2 separate regions of the Anas platyrhynchos genome follow, and region 2 is linked to region 1. The links are chromatin contacts, called in public Hi-C maps. All regions are on one chromosome and are shown on one strand. Each heading gives the region's core, a stretch centred on a gene start, on an enhancer-like site or on the middle of the called end of the contact. The rest is flanking DNA. Distances are from core to core; before and after follow the strand shown. Region 1 overlaps LPIN3 (lipin 3). Region 2 holds the start of LOC113845762 (neuritin-like).

Region 1 (2,739 bases), core at 160-2,659:
ATGAAAAGATAAATTAAAAGCTGCTACGAACCCTTCTTCGCCACCCTCCTCCTCCTCCTTTATTTTTTTTTGTGCGCTCGCCTCCGCAGCTCGCAGCTGTGCCAGCCCTGCTGGAGCAGGGAGCTGCCTTCGGGGCCGGGGGTGTTGCTTTGGCTCTGGGGCTGATGACCCCAGAAGGACGATTCAGGAGGAAGCTGGAGGCGGGGACGTTTTTTAAATTTTATTTTTGTGGATTTGTCGCTTCTTGAAGAATAAAACCCTGTAGTTGTCAGTTGAGGAATAGAGCTACTCTGACCTAAAGACCACCTGCATCTTAATCCAGGGACTGAACAGAGCCAGGGCTCCTTGCAGGGAACAAAACTCACCACAGGAACTGTGGATTTCAAAGAAAACACGTACTCACACAGCCCCTGGGGAGCTGCACTCCCCTCTTCGAGATGGCAGCCCTCCTTGCATAAGGTAAATCCATTTATCCTGCTCCCTTCTTCACGCAAACGCACATGCCTTCCAGAGCACGTGAGGAGATGCATTAGGAAAACACATGTGGATATGGTACGTGTGTCTGTAGCTCTGAGCAATCCCCTGTCCCAGTGCTCAGCTGAGTGCAGAGCTTGCTCTTGCTGCCCCCTTTCCCTCGCTGTACTTTGAGGAACCACACGGAGCAGCCATCAACTGTCCCAGCAGCATTTGCACGAACCCAGGCGGTCCCTGGGGGCTGCTGTGGTTTGCAGTCCCCCTCCGCTTTGTTTACTTTGCTTTCTGGTTACACCTGGGACTGATGTGAAGGGTTATGGAAAACTTGTGTCTTTCCCAAAGACGTGTGTGCGTGTAGGTCTCAGAAGAGACAAAGCCAGGCTCGGAGCAGTCTCCTGCCTTCCAGCTCTGGTTCTCTCCTGTTTTACTGCTTAAACTGTGAACGTGGTTTCCCCCATCTCATCCCTGGGCAGGCGAGGTGCAGCTGCTCCAGGATGTGAGCATGAGGCCTCACCTGCTCTGCCTGGGTTTCCCCATCCAGGATCCTGCTTCCTCTTTGCAGTCCTCTGAGTCCCAAGAATGCTGAGGATCCAGGAACCCGTGCCACCATCAAGCTCCCAGCAGGGCATCTTGAGACGTCCTCTCCTGAGCTCAGCCCTGGGGAAAGGTTGAGCTGTGCTCCAGGCTCTGAGCAGGGCTGGAGGCGGTACGAAAAACCAAAGCAACTTACCCAGCTTCGCTCTGGCTTCCCACAAAGACTGGAGAATGTTGCTGTGTTCCTGAGCAGTGCCAGCCTTGTCCCATGAATCAGGTGCCCGTACTGCGTGGCTGTCTCACCAAAATCTGCCTTTCCCAGGGAGACCAGCATGGACAGCCTCCCCTGCTCAGCCATCAGGGGCTTTGTTATGAGAAAGGATGAAGAGGAAATTAAAGAGCCTCCTCCTGGCCAGTTCTGGCACTGTTATAGCAGAGGGATATGTTTTTCTACCAGCCCAGCACTGCAGCTGATGGGCATTTCCACACCAGTGCCCACCCCGTGCCAGGAGGTGCCATGGGAGCAGTGAGCACCATGCCCAGGCCTGGGCTGATCAGGACCATACTGAAGCTGGTGAACCACTTCTCCAGCTGAGGAGCAACCTCCAGCTGCTTTTGGGCATCCCCAAAAACCTGCTCTTAAACAGGAGACTGATTCCTTCCCCCGGCACAGGGGAGGGACCTCAAGCCAGCCCTTTGTGATGGTGCAGGGGAACCCTCACCATACCAGCACATCCTGCCCAAGCCCTCTTCCTCCTCCTCCTCACACACCAGGGACAAAAAAAGGGCTGTAGCAACCAAAGAGAAAACTGAACCCAGCCCCAGGCTCACCTCCTTCCAGGGGAGCTGGGCAGTCAGGGTTTGGTTAAAAAGCAGCTGAAGAGGAGCACAGAGGGAGCCAGGACTGGTGATAACAGAACTAGGACAAGGAAGAAGTCTGACCTTCCAGAACATGGTGCTATGTTTGGACTATTCCTGATTAGTCACTTGAAGATACAACTTTTATTTCAGTTCTCAGCTATCCCTGTTTAAAAGCAAAAGGAACTTTGTATAAAATAGGGCATTTTTTTTTTTACTTTGCTTGCAGAGAGGGAAGGAGATACTGCCCACGTGCTCGCTCTTGCCCTGGGCAGCTTTCCGAGGCAGTTGGTAACTGCTGCTGGTAAGAGGCTGTTTTTTTAAAAAAAAACTTGTACATTTGTTCAGATTTAAAAGCTGAAAGACTGTTTGTACTGGAAGAGAAAAAAATAAAGTTCTCGCTGAGGTTTCCAGTATCAAAATGACTTCTGTGGCTTCAGGGAAAGAAGTATAACACCAGGATTCTGTTAAGTTCAAACACTGAGGCTATTTAGAGAGGAAGAGAGGGCAGGCAGCCTAGCAGGAAGTGATTTACACTTGCACAGAGCAGGCAGAGAAGAAGCTAGATGCCAGAGCAGAGACAGGAGCCCAAGGCAGGCAGGAGCACGGCTGAAGTTCATGGAGGCCCTCCCACAGGATAATTCCAGCCAGGATCATGAAGAGACACCAAGTCTGGCTCCCACTCCTATGCATAAGGCTACAGTGATCAAGAGACAGCCTGGAGTTTATGGAAATAATTTATTAGTTATTGCTATTAGTGAAAAAGCACTCAAACATGCCAGCTTCCATCCACCTTTACAAGTTAAGCCACGCAACAGCTTCACTACACGGGCTACCAAGCTGCAGGTAGCAGTAGTTGTGCCAGAGGCTCAT
Region 2 (2,925 bases), core at 230-2,729, 170 kb before region 1:
CCACTGCATCCCAGGGAGGCATTTCATCCTAAGCTAGGTGGTCTGGAGGAGAGGGAAGCAAGGAGGAGCAGGACACAGCCAGCTCCCCATCAGCAGGGTTTCTGTCAGGGGAACACATTCCCAAAGCGAATAATTAGAAATGAAAGCACTGAGGGTAGCTAATTCTCGGTTCTTTTACCTCTTTCATTACTATTCTGGGTCTCCTACAGTTAACGCCCTCCCAGCACTGCAGTCATGCAAAATACCAGGGGCAGGTGGCAATTCCAGCCCGAAAGATGATGGGTTGGGAAGGGAGGGAGGCAGCGAGCCCGCCTGGGGCTGCAGCACCTAGCTGGGGGCAGCCTGCCTCCCGCAGCCAGGTCCTGGCACCTCCATCCAAACACTTGGGGATCCAGGTCAAGCCCTGCCAGCCCCACACCTGCAGGGGGGTCACGGCACAAGTCCTGGGGGCTGGAGCTATTTTTAAGGGCTGGGGATGCAGACTCTGCCCGGAGGTGGATGGAAGCAGGGAGCTCTCCCCATGTTTGGGGTCGGAGGGCAGCAGGGTGCTTGCACGGAGGGATCCAGGCCCACAGCAGCACGGAGGGGTGCTGGATGTGTGCCCCCAGTCACCCAGCCCCTGCCCTCCCAGCGCTGCTGGAGAGCCCATGAGGGTCCAGGGCCCCATCCCACCCCCCCAGAGACCATCCCCAGAGGGTGGAACACACAGGGGGTCCCGGCACGGGGCCGTACTCACCCACAGACCCGGTGCAGCCCCTGGGGCTCGATGCTCTCCTCCTCCTTGTACGTGGCCATGTTCTCCCCCAGTTTCAGGACGCAGTCCGAGAAGCCTCGGTAGACATCTGTGCATGCCGTGCCCAGCGCCCGGTGCCCTGCCAGCCCCCGAGGGGACAGAGCGAGCTCAGAGACCTTTGGGGACGGTGCCCACCTCCCTCCTGGGGCCACCAGGGCAGGGCAAGCTCCCCTTTCTGAGCGGGGGGCATGCAAACCACACACCCATCGCTTGTTTCCCAGTCCTGCCTGTTTTAGGGGGTGCTCAGAGAAATGATGTGGGGGGCAGCCTGGGTGCCTCCCTCTCTGCCTGCCCTGCTCAAGCTGAGGACAGGAATAGGGGGGTGCAGCCAGCGAGGAGCCCCCAGAGAAAAGCCACAGGGCAACGACACGGAGAAGAGGCAGGGGACCCCCACCAGCATCCCCCCACACACCAGCACGGGACCCTGCCCCTGCCCAGAGCCCCCAAACCCAGCCCGGGCAGCACCTCCCCGGCTCCAGCACCCGCACCCCAGCCGGGGCAGCCCCCACCACCCGCCGGGGGTCGCAGCCTTACCCAGGGCGATGAGCAGGACGAGCAGCACGGCCGTGCCCCGCCGCTGCCCCATCCCGCAACCCCAATCCTAATCCTAATCTTAATCCCGTGCCGGTGCCCCCCATGGCCGCCAGCGCTCCCCGCCCCAGCTCCGGCCGCAGCTAATTAGCGGCTTTGACCACGGGTAATTAATGAGGGGGCCGGACCGCCGCTAATGAGCACCTGGAGGGGGGGCAGCCCGGCTCCTCGGCGCACCCCTAGGGCAGCGCCCCCCGGATCTGCGCGGCTGCCGGGGCAGAGCCTGGGGGGGGGGGAGGCATCCCCCAGCCCCCAGCCCGGCCCTTTCGGACCTCCCCCGGCTGGTTCCGCACAGCCCCCGGCTGGGGTCGCCCTGCCCCTTTCCCGGATCCCGAAACCCGTCCCCTCCTTCCCTCCATCCCTCCATCCTTCTCTCCTCCCCTCTCTCCATCCCTCCCCAGCCGCTCTCCGCGCCCCCGCCCCGTGCGCTCCGGGTGCTCCCTGCTGGGCTCGCCCCCCTCGCTGCCGAGGCAGTCCCCAAAATCCCCCCTTGCCCCGTGTCCCCCGGGGCTGCAGCTCCCAGTTCTCGGCCCCAGGGCATGAGGAGGTCGCCGCCGCCCTGCAGCAGCCGCAATCCGGGCAGCCCCTTGTAATTTCGCAAGGCCAAACGTTAAACAGAGACCTGAGTGCGTGTGGGTTCAAAGCCCGAAATTTCGGCCCCTGCAGCTATAAAGTTTTCTCTGCTGATCCTGGCACCGGCAGTTCCCATCTCGGCAATGTCCTGGAGGGGATCGTGCGGCTGTTTGCATCCTTACAGCCCTGCCCTGGCTCCTGGCCAGTGAGTGGCTTTTCTTTACCCCAGTGGCAGCAGTTTCCTGGCTGCTTTGGTGACACCGCTCTGGGGCCTGGGCACGTCCCAGCTCACAGCCCGGTGGCAGCTCTGCCCCTCCATTGATCCTGCCGGAGGATCAGCCCACCACCTCCTCGCACAGGAGATGGGTGAGGATTTTCTCTCCTTCTCCAGGCTGGAGAGATGGGGATAGCTGGGCTTTGACCTGCGAGGCTGGTGGGAAAATGCTGCCGTGCTCCCCAGAAGGAAACCCAGGGGAGCAGAGCCCTGCAGCTGCTACCTCTGACTGTGTGAGGCTCCTGACCCCAGCCAGGCATCCTGGGGACTGCTGGTCCCTGAGCCCAGCAGGGGCATTGCTTTTCCAGGTGCCTGGTGATGGGGTGCACGGAGGAAAGATTTCCAGCCCCTCTGCACGCAGGCATCACCCCCGACGTCTCCATCCCCTCGAATCCAAAGTGGAACCCACCAAGCGGCAAACACGGCGGGACGCCAAACCAAACACAACTCCCGGGCAGAAAGTCTGGGTCAGGGAGATGCAGCTCACTCCCTTTATTCACAGCACAAGGGCTCACCCCACAGATCTCCTCTCGGGAGCTCACCTCCTGCTCCTCCCAGCCCCGAACCTCCGGCAGCCCTGGAAGGAAAGCCAGCAGCACAACCACCTTGCTAACGAGCTGGGCCTTAACAGGGGTCCCCGAGGTGGAAAGACTCCTGCCCAGCCAGCAGGGCATGCTGCACCTTGGGGTTCGTA

The links. A called contact is a pair of places that touch in the nucleus more often than the background predicts.
Region 2: a Hi-C map of skeletal muscle shows a contact between it and region 1, with 2.4 times the contacts expected there. The contact joins the promoter of LOC113845762 here to the enhancer-like site in region 1. A contact is called at or near these places in 2 of 8 Hi-C or Micro-C datasets (skeletal muscle and subcutaneous adipose tissue).

The regions. Positions count from the first base shown.
Region 1 is chr21:8,518,436-8,521,174 of IASCAAS_PekinDuck_T2T, reverse strand. It overlaps LPIN3 (lipin 3), which reads right to left. Exons shown (of 20, transcript XM_072026582.1): 20 at 2,586-2,739. It overlaps EMILIN3 (elastin microfibril interfacer 3), which reads left to right. Exons shown (of 4, transcript XM_038166403.2): 4 at 1-1,380. Among named protein-coding and RNA genes, the nearest start is that of EMILIN3, 7.5 kb to the left of the region's middle. Within about 2 kb of position 1,409, at least 4 of the 8 cell types and tissues checked have an H3K27ac peak or open chromatin away from gene starts, as enhancers often do.
Region 2 is chr21:8,690,487-8,693,411 of IASCAAS_PekinDuck_T2T, reverse strand. It overlaps LOC113845762 (neuritin-like), which reads right to left and starts at 1,479. Exons shown (of 4, transcript XM_027473189.3): 1 at 1,328-1,479; 2 at 737-872. The coding sequence starts at 1,379. TP53TG5 (TP53 target 5) reads right to left here. Exons shown (of 7, transcript XM_072026636.1): 7 at 2,694-2,808.